Regions from separate parts of the Gossypium arboreum genome. Here region 1 is linked to region 2. The links are chromatin contacts, called in public Hi-C maps. All regions are on one chromosome and are shown on one strand. Each heading gives the region's core, a stretch centred on a gene start, on an enhancer-like site or on the middle of the called end of the contact. The rest is flanking DNA. Distances are from core to core; before and after follow the strand shown.

The links. A called contact is a pair of places that touch in the nucleus more often than the background predicts.
Region 1: a contact with region 2 is called in a Hi-C map of leaf, with 1.8 times the contacts expected there. The contact joins the promoter of LOC108478075 here to the promoter of LOC108476520 in region 2. A contact is called at or near these places in 2 of 5 Hi-C or Micro-C datasets (both in leaf).

What each region holds. Positions count from the first base shown.
Region 1 is chr12:96,193,173-96,198,351 of ASM2569848v2, forward strand. LOC108478075 (60S ribosomal protein L44) reads left to right here and starts at 1,885. Exons shown (of 4, transcript XM_053023581.1): 1 at 1,885-2,044; 2 at 2,619-2,798; 3 at 3,082-3,156; 4 at 3,244-3,505. The coding sequence starts at 2,042. The coding sequence ends at 3,303. It overlaps LOC108476855 (ATP-dependent Clp protease proteolytic subunit 2, mitochondrial), which reads left to right and starts at 4,005. Exons shown (of 2, transcript XM_017779217.2): 1 at 4,005-4,609; 2 at 4,700-5,179. The coding sequence starts at 4,312. The coding sequence ends at 5,136.
Region 2 is chr12:95,973,016-95,978,179 of ASM2569848v2, forward strand. LOC108476520 reads right to left here and starts at 2,856. Exons shown (of 3, transcript XM_017778743.2): 1 at 1,800-2,856; 2 at 1,317-1,426; 3 at 1-735. The coding sequence starts at 2,681. The coding sequence ends at 141.

The DNA.
Region 1 (5,179 bases), core at 635-3,134, 220 kb after region 2:
TGTGGAGTATATGGAATTATAAAATTAATTAAATATGTAAATAGACATTGAATTTGTTTTCTTTACAAATAAGGTAATCCGATGGTACTGATTTTAGCAGCACCTTTTTTTAAACTTTGCTGATCAGTTGAGATTTGACAGTTGTATGCTTTTACCAAATTAGTGAAAGTGTTAAAAGGTTTGGGCAATTTTAATGTGGAAATTTGCCTCTGCTCTCAACCACTTGTAGACACTAAGTTGGATCCAAACCCAAGTCATTATATTGAATGCCACGAGCACTTCTAACCTTTAATCATGGTTTCACCAGTATGGCTTTTTCTGTATAAGCATATCTATAATTGTGTTGACAGTTTTTTTTACTAAATGCAATTACTTGATGTGGCCCTCAGTAAAATTTTCATACATACTTTGACTATGATTGTTTTACCTTCGGCCTTTTATCTACGACATTATCTCAAAATCAATATCTTAATTGGACCTCAACCAATGAGGTCTAAGGTGGGGAATTCGTTGTCCAGTTACCTAGGTTAGCCTAAGCTCATAATTCAGCATAAAAAAAATACAGTAAATACTTTTCTTTGTATTTAATTACTCAATGAATGATGATACAAAAGAGATTGGGGAAATATTCTATTTATAGTTATAGCTGAATCCCCAACAACACATGAAATTTAAAGATTCAAGTCCATCTATAAGATAGGTTCTGATAGAATTATGAATAAATTATACTTGAGGTCACTAACTATTAGTAAGTTTACGTCTTGATCATTTAACTTCAAAAAGTTACTAAATAATCACTGAATTATTAACAAATTTTCATTTGATTCATCGGGATGTTAAAATCGTTGCTTTATCGCTTTCACTGTTCATACCGCTTACTCCAATTAGAAGTTCTCATTCCCTTTCTCATTTACAGTTCGAGTATTTTTCATGAAACATCTTTGAAAATCATGAATTTGTGAAGCAAAATCCAAACAACTTTCTACTCATTGATGGGTACTAGGCTATCATACCGATTGTCAAATCGTCGTTTGAAGCTTGCTAGTTGGACTTTTTAAAAAAAAAACATAATAGTCTAGTGACTTGAAAACTTTTAAATAGTTCAGCGGCTTAAATGAAAAGTTTTGAATAATTTAGTGTAATTTATCCTAAATTTAAATTGTTTATCAAGCTGATTTCCGGAAGTAATGGTAACTATAAGTTACTGGAGCATTTATTGAACGTTCAAGCTTCCTGTAGATGACTTTATAGAATATTTTAGGATTAAATCACTATTTGGGGTATGAATTTTGCAACAATTCTAATTTTGGAGTTTCAATTATGTTTTGGTCTAAGTTAGTTCTTAAACTTGGTAATTACTCTTATATTAGGGCCGGAACTAGATAAATTTTCCTATATTGGGGCTTGAATTTTTTTTAACTTATTCTCTAAACTTAGCAACTGTTCCCTAATTGGGGATGAACTTAGCTAATATTTCCACATCAGGCTTTGAATTTTAAGGTTTTAAGAAAATGTTAAGGATTAACTTGAAAGAAAAAACTTAAGCCCCAATGTGAAACCTTAATAAGACGGGAACAATTATTAAATTCAATGACTAACTAGAATCAAAAATAATTTAAACCTTAATATATGAATAATTACCAAATTCGAATAAAAAATATTTAATCTAATTATCTAATAATTAAATATATTTTAAAAAAATTAAAGGCTTTTTTAATGCATTTTAAAAATTTAAGTATCTAATTGAGTGAAAAGATATAAGGACTTAATTACATTTTCTGAAAAAAATTAAAGATTTTTTACGCCTTATACCATTTTTATTTTATGTGGAACTTGGTTTTGGGTGTATAAAAGTTTGTAAATCTACAAAGAATAGTTGGGCTTCATTTTCTTTTTAGCCCAAAACTCAAAGCCTAAAATTGAAACCCTCAAAAACCCTAAAATGAGAAATCAGTATATTTATTAGGTTAGACTGGCGGACTCCTAATTTTACCATCCTCACCGAAACAGAGCTCGGGTACTCTCATCTTCAGCCGCAGCCATGGTACTTCCCCGGGTTTGTTTTCCTTTATCTTCTGGGAATCCATTTTGGATCTACTTTTTCTTTCCATAAAAGTGTTTCAAAATGGAGTTTATCAAATAGGATAAAGATTCTATAAGAACATTTGGGTTGGGAGAATTGGGATGAAAAGTTTGGGATTTCGTTTTCATTTTCATTTTCCTTTTTCTGAGAAAATTTATGGTGAAATTATGTCTATTTGGCATTTAGCGTAGTCTTTCCCATCGATATGGTACTTAAGTTATTAGTTTTGTATTGTTTCCAAGACATCTCTTTTAAATATCTGTATTTTATACTATTTTGGTTAATCAATGATAACTTTAGGATGTTTCAAATCTGTTAGTTAATAAGGACTTCAGCATTGGGTTTCTCTTAGAAATCCTAATATGAAATTTGTCGATGAGGTTGCAAAGTTAGGGTAAATGTTGTTCGTGGCTGAGCTGTTTTTTTCTTTGTTGTCAATGAAGTGTAATCTATGTATTTATTGCAGAAAGGAGTTGATAAATTTATTACATTTGGATTTTATTTTGAGAATACGTGTGGCTTTGTATTATTTTAGGTGAACGTACCTAAGACGAAGAAGACCTACTGCAAGAGCAAGGAGTGCAGGAAGCACACTTTGCACAAGGTTACACAGTACAAGAAGGGCAAAGATAGTTTGGCTGCTCAAGGGAAGCGCCGTTACGATCGCAAACAATCAGGTTATGGTGGTCAGACCAAACCAGTGTTCCACAAGAAGGTAATTCCTCTTCCCTTGTCTTTTGTCTCTTGCTTGGTGATTAGTTATATAACCAAAATATCTAGAATTCTTATGCTGCATCTTCTGATACTAGTTAGTAAAGGATGTTTAGTTATTGCTATTTCTCGATACGCTGAGAGAGGATCTAATATCTTATTCTGCATCTTCTGGTACTAGTTAGTAAGGAGTGTTTAGTTAACTCATTTTGTCATTCTGATCATTGCTATTTCTCAAGACTCCTAGCATGTTATATAATATTAATGGCATTGTATGGTTTGAATAGGCCAAGACCACCAAGAAGATTGTGCTGAGGCTGCAATGCCAGGGTTGCAAGCATGTATCCCAACATCCAATCAAGGTTTGTGCATTGAGAAAAACCCTTTGTTGACCAATGTGTTTGCTTGATGAGCTAATGTGTTGGTGTTTGTGTCTTGTGTTGTTGCAGAGGTGCAAGCATTTTGAAATTGGTGGCGACAAGAAGGGGAAGGGAACATCTCTTTTCTAAATGGTGTTTATTTATTTCATGTCATGTCATGTTGTTGGGAACCTTTTAAGACAGTATGGAATTTTTGTTTTTCTAATGTAATGTTTTCCGAGGGATATGGTGTTCTTTAAGCACTTAATAGTTAATGGCATCGTTTGATCTCATTGTCGCCATTTGTTTTAAATACTGTATTTTAATTTAATTGTTTTTGGAACTTCAATAATCTTTGCTATATTTTTCATGAACGAGGAATTGAATTTAGCACTCTTGATCCATTTTAGCTCTGGAAATTGAAAGATAAATAAGATCTCAACGCAAAACAATCTGATTAATTAAGTAAAACAGTTGGATATTTTATTTCTTTTTGCGGAGTTAGATCTTTTTGGAATTTTTTCACATTAAAGTTTGATTATTTTTCGGTTTAATTAAATTTGACAATTTTTCTTGCATTAAAAGTTTGAACTTTTTTCTTTATCTTGAAAATTTTTCGGATTTGTACCATAATATTTTTAAAAATTTAAACTTTAATATGAAAATAACTATTAAGTTTATGATTTAGTATGAAAATAATTGACAAATTGAAGGATTAATTTGAATAAATAAAATTTAAGCCTCAAAACAGTTAAAGTTTCGCTTTTTTAATACTAGGATAGATTTATCCTTGGCATAGGGTTTTTGAGGGATCATCATAGATATTTAGTTTAGTTTTTATTTATTTATTTATTTAACCACAACTGTTGTTGTTGTTTATTTTTGGGTTTGAGATTAACTGGATTGGAATTGGTGAAGCTGTTTGAATAGTAAGTTGGAATTGGGTAATATTCAAGCATTGAGTAAATTATCCAGATATAAATACGCATATAATCCATTTATGAGCTGCTGGCTGCTGCAGTAGCATTCTTCTGATAAACAAAAACTGAGTGAATAGTTTGGTTGTGCTTACTATAGCAAGAGAAACCTATCTTAATTTGGGCATCGGTCCTTTGGCGTTTTCTAAAATCCCTAGCCCGATCTCCTGTGGAGGCAGCCATGAGGACCCTATTTTCAACCACCAAACGCCTCATTTCTTGCACTAGCGCCACCGCCGTGGCCACCCATTCCCGTTCCTTCAGCTTGATACCCATGGTGATCGAGCACTCTTCCCGCGGCGAGAGGGCTTACGACATTTTCTCTCGTCTCCTCAAGGAAAGGATCGTCTGCATCAATGGACCCATCAACGACGACACCGCCCACGTCGTTGTGGCTCAGCTCCTCTTCCTCGAATCCGAAAACCCATCCAAGCCTATCAACATGTACCTCAACTCCCCTGGCGGTCAAGTCACTGCAGGTCTTTCCTTTTTTCTCACTTTCCAATCTCCAATAATACCCATTTCTATCACAATTCTCCATAATATTTTTAGTGTTGTTCTTGGTACAGGTCTTGCAATTTATGATACGATGCAGTACATTAAGTCTCCAATCAACACAATCTGTTTGGGGCAAGCTGCATCCATGGCTTCTCTCCTTTTAGCTGCTGGAGCAAAGGGTGAAAGGCGGTCCCTCCCCAATGCCACCATCATGATTCACCAGCCTTCTGGTGGATACAGTGGGCAGGCTAAAGATATGACCATTCACACTAAGCAGATTGTTCGCGTTTGGGATTCATTGAATGCTTTGTATTGCAAGCATACAGGGCAATCAATTGATATAATTCAGAAGAATATGGATAGGGATTATTTTATGACCCCTGAAGAGGCTAAAGAGTTTGGGTTGATTGATGAAGTAATTGATCAAAGGCCAATGGCTTTGGTCACTGATGCTGTTGCTAATGAACCCAAAGATAGCAAAGACAGCAAAGATAAAGGCTCCAATTAGGATTAGAGGCAGTAAGCTCTTTCTTGATTAATTGTTACTGTTC
Region 2 (5,164 bases), core at 1,606-4,105:
AGTAGTTAAGTCTCGAACAAATGCACCTTGTCCGAAAGGGACATTGGCACTTGCTTAGCCCCACACCTTACCGACTCTGTTTTAAGAGTTCGACTCCTGATCAGTTGTTTTTATCAGATTTGTCATCCTTGTTCTTGCCTTCAATTCTCCGAACCCGAACATGAAGGTTGAGTGAATCTAGGCATTGCCTTAATTGCATCCACAACTTTCACCATTTGCATCTGACACCCACCCTTCACGAGGACTACATCATTCATATTCAAACAGTTCAAGATTTTAGGAATAAGATTTTCTGTTTCAACAGCATGTACAACCTTCATCTTCTTCATTAAATTCATATTATCAGCTGCTAAATGAAACCTCTGCCCCGCAATGGCAACTACATCAATACAAGCATCAAGACAATAGTTTAATACCTCCTCATGATACTCTATCTCATGAGTACCTAGTTCAAACATGTCCCCAAGAATAGCAACTCTTTTTCCATCACAATCGATGTTTTTCAACGTGTCGATACCGGCTTTGGTGCTAACAGGATTGGCATTGAAAGCGTCATTCACTATCTTGATGCCACTTTTGGCTACAACAAACTCGGACCTCATACTAACAGGAATGTATCGAGATAAGGATCTTCCAACTTGAGAAAGAGGAACACCCATAGAAGTTGCAACTGCTGCTGCTGCACATGCATTGACAGCCATATGCAGACCCAAAGTCGGAATCACAAATTCCACCCTGGATATGAAGCCAATAAGCTGTTTATGTATCAAAGGCATAAATAGTTTCAAGTGATTTATATCAAATAAGATGCAATCCTAGAAAAGAAGCCCAAACTACAGAGTACAAACCTAAACATTCTGCATGTTTTGGTCTTTATGAAATAGTTGTTGATAAGGAAAAGTTACAATTTACCCAAAAAAGAAAATTGATATCTGGTTTGAGTCCTAGCTCTTAGATCTCATTTGCCACTAATTTTGTTACTTTGCATTCCATTTATAATTATATTCCAATGTATTTTTAATCACCATTGATAGATAGGCCCTACTCTTGTGAATGGTGATGATGAATGTATTGAACAATAGCACAACCCTTTGGTACCAACTGATCATTCACTTCAGTTTCGAAAAGTGGATTTCAAAGCAAGAATGTAACTGTTTTCGTCAAAATCTCAACTCTAAAAGGGAACCATTCATTGAGAGAAAAATTCCTGCCTTTCAATTGATTTTCCAGAGTTGCCCCAAATAATTAGTAAGGATCTATTCATTTCAAACACTCTTTGGTCCAAGAGTGGTTCAATTTGAAAAAGAAAAACTTACATCTCCATGTTTTTCTGTAAGACAACTCGAACTCCAACACTGCCACCACTGCCTACCCTTTCTGCTGCTACCAACCGAACATCAGACTCCAAACTCCGACCAAAAAGCACCTGAAGCAGAGGAAAAAGTCAAACTACAGGGCCAGCTACGATGGAAGGCAAAAAATAGAAACCACATTATTGACTGCCAAGATTAACTGGAGAAACATACAGCTTAGACAGTCCAAAGACTTGGACTCACCTTTTACCATGAAACCATTTAAAAGCATGCTGCTAATAATTGCTTGAATACTTTGACACGTCTATGATAAGGCAGGGGGAAGAGCCCAAATTTTAGTATCTCATACAGTGTGGCTCTTAGAAAGCATAAGCTAATGCCAATGCAGTGTGTAATGTTATATATACTAGGCTTCTAATAGTTTAACTGACATGTATAACACAAGTGCCGGAAGAACACGATTAGTGTGACACAAGCCTATCTTACCCTTCTAGCTCCTTGTGGAACTGGAATGCTCTTGACAAAAGGATCATCAGCATTGGCTACACATATATCTCCTGGCTTTGCTTCTTGGAACATCTCCCCTTTAGCCATTGCAACTCCCTCCAAGCTTACAAGATTCTCCAAATGAGCAGTGGCCACTTTAAGAATCACTCTAATATCAGGCCTCCCTAGCCGTGTCAATTCCAATAACTGTCCTTTCCGATTCATTCCCATCTCCAAAACTGCTATCCCTGCATCCCTAGGAATCGTTATCAATGAGAGAGAAACCCCGAATGTATTATTCCAGTGCTCATAACTATGATAAACTTTACTCCCTAAACTCTCAAGCGCCAAAGCTATCATAGCTTTTGTGCTAGTTTTCCCAACGCTTCCCGTAACTGCTATCACTTTACCGACAAACCTGTTCCTTGCAAATGCTGCCATCTTCAGCAATGAACTTACAGTGTCGCCATCAACCTGGACGAAACCCATTTCCCAATTCTCGCAAACACGGTTTCCAATTACCCCGACACATCCACTTTTCGATAAATCAAGGGTTATAAAATCATGGGCATCAACATTTTCCCCGGTAATGGCGAAGAACCATTGGCCGGGTTCTATGGTTCTGGTATCAATAGAAATGGTTCCTGGAGGACCCCATTTTACAATCTTGCCACCGACAGCTTGGGCTATGTCGGTGACAGTCCAAAGTGGGGAATTTGAAGGAGCACGGCGGGTATTTTGGGCACTGCAGCTGCAAGTTTTTGAGGTGTTTTTCCTGGTCGTAGGTGAAACCAGAAGCTTTACATGGTGACGGGTAGTTAAGGACTTTGAAATGGAAGGTTTTGTGAGAAAGAAAGTGTAGGGAAATGGAAAGGCGGCCATGGAATTGAAGCTCAATTGTAGTTTCAAAAATTTCTGTCGTCCAAGCTAACAAGATTGTACTGGTTTTATTGGTTTTAGGAATCGACAATTCTTGGCATAGTATGGAGTATGTATAGAGTAATCATCGAAGCTACAAGTGTATTAGAATAAATGGCACCACCTACCATGTGAATTATTGTTGCCCTGAATGGACAAGGGCAGCATTAAAAGCGGGAAAAGCTTTCGATTTTAGAAAATAGAATGGGATGCATTATTAAATGAAAAAATTTTAAGTTAATTGAGTTAAATAATTTTATTTATTTGTGTTAAGTTAAAAGGATAACTTTAAGTTTTTGTAACGTAATTAAATTTGTTTATTATTAATTTTATCCTCTTATAATTTATTCATTACAGATTAATTTATTTGTTTGATTAGTTGTTTTAGTTATTTTAATTTTTATTCATATGTATTTTAAAATTAAAACATATATTAAGGTAAAAATATTATTTTTTAATAAAATTTATATTAAAGATAAAATGTGAAATTAATACTAAGGACATTTTATAATTGGATTGCTGATAGAAAATTCCTGATGAAAATCCGAAGTGAATTTTTTTTTAATTTTAATCTTTCACAAAATTTCCACCACATTGTTTTACATTTAAATAAACAACTATAGGAGGAGGAGGCTAGAGTAACGTGGGAAAGGGCTGCTGTGTTGAGCAGGGATTTTAGAATTTTTAATTTCATGGATAAGCCGCTGCTTCTTAAACCGATTATGGAGAAAGTTTGGAAGAAGCCGGATCAGGGGGTTGTTAAAATTAATTTCGATGCGTCTCCGAACGGTAGGAAGATGAGTTTTGGGCTGGTGGCGAGGGATCACGACGGTTTTGTACTTGGCGGGCGGGCTGGTATGGTAGCACAGAATGTTCAAGCCGAATGAGTTGAGTTTCATGCGCTGGTTGAGAGCTTTAAATTTGCGCGTTCCAGGAAATGGCTTAAGCTGGAATTTGAAACCGATTGTGCCAGCCTGGTGAATAGGCTTAATAGGCGGTGGGCTGACTTGTCCACGTTGGGCTACAGCATTCGGGAGAACATTAAAATTTTGGATTTTTGTGATAGTTATCTTTTTGCTTGGGCCCCGCGTAGTTGTAATAAAGCTACTGATTCTCTTTGTAAATGGGCTAAGGCTTTGAATTGTATTAAGGATTTCGATAGGGATTACCCTATTGAAATTCATGATGTGATTTTAATTGATGCAATGAATTGAGGTCGACTTTCGGGTCTTTTCATCAAAAAAAATAAAATAAAATAAAATAAATAAACAACTATCATTTTAATCACCCCAAATGGGTGGAATCCTAATAATTGGGATATTTGTATTGCTTTTGCCCTATTTCTCTAGTGATGCAGCAGCGAAGACAAAAATTTGAAGGAATGCATTCTCCAACAGCAGAAAATAAGAACCCGATGTGTTACTGTGGAAATGGAAAAAAATTGAAGTCCAAAAAAAATAATGACAATAAATTCCAAAAACAAAAGTAATGTTTTCAAACGCCATTTGTCACCAAAGATAGCTTTAGTCGATTACGGGTGTCCAGCAGCATGATGATGCAAAACTCGATATTCGACCCCCTCTAGATGTTGGCTATGAGCAACTCAATTGCTGGCAATGTTGAAAGCTCATAATTCTAAGCTTCGACGGACAAAAGGAAGGAAAAGAATAAGGTGAAAGTGGTGACTATTTCGTCAATTGACAGTGGATGTTTCACTTTCACTAACTCATTCTGCAATTTTTTATTTCATTTTAATACTTATCACAAACTCAATAATTATTTAGGTTGTAGTTTATGATTGTATGGTGTGAATTTGTGATCTATCATTAATAAATTTTGTTGATGTATGTTTGTTTGTTAAAATTAAGTTATTCTCGTTCTTAATCCTATCATTTGTTAAATCTTAAGTGTTGAATTATAAAGTTATTTAACAAGGTTATTTATTGGTTAGGGAACTAATTTCAAACAATTTGTCTCTTGATTACCAAATAGGTAGGGGAAGATTAGTTGCCCAGCGTTGAGTCAACAACGAGAACTAATTTATTAAAGGCATTAAAGATATCATTGTATCGAAGATCATATTTATGAATCAAATAGGGATTTTACCTTGACTAAAGCTTTTTCTCATTTATTTTATTTTACCACTTCTTTTTAGTTACTTTTAATATTATTTTAGCTTTTAATTTTAACCCCCTTCATTTTTAATTTACTTGAGAAATAAAGTTATTACTAGATCCTGTCATTGTGTAACAACCTTTACTTGTCCCAATGATTAGTACCAATAGGGGATGCTACCAGAACACTTTCTTAACGTCTATAAAAATTTTCTTTTAGTAAAACACCATTTTATGACTTAGTAAAAATTCTTTAAAGTCATTCTCATAATTTAGAAAGCTTGAATACATTTTTAAAATTATTTTGAAACATTTCATAAATGTTCGGACATG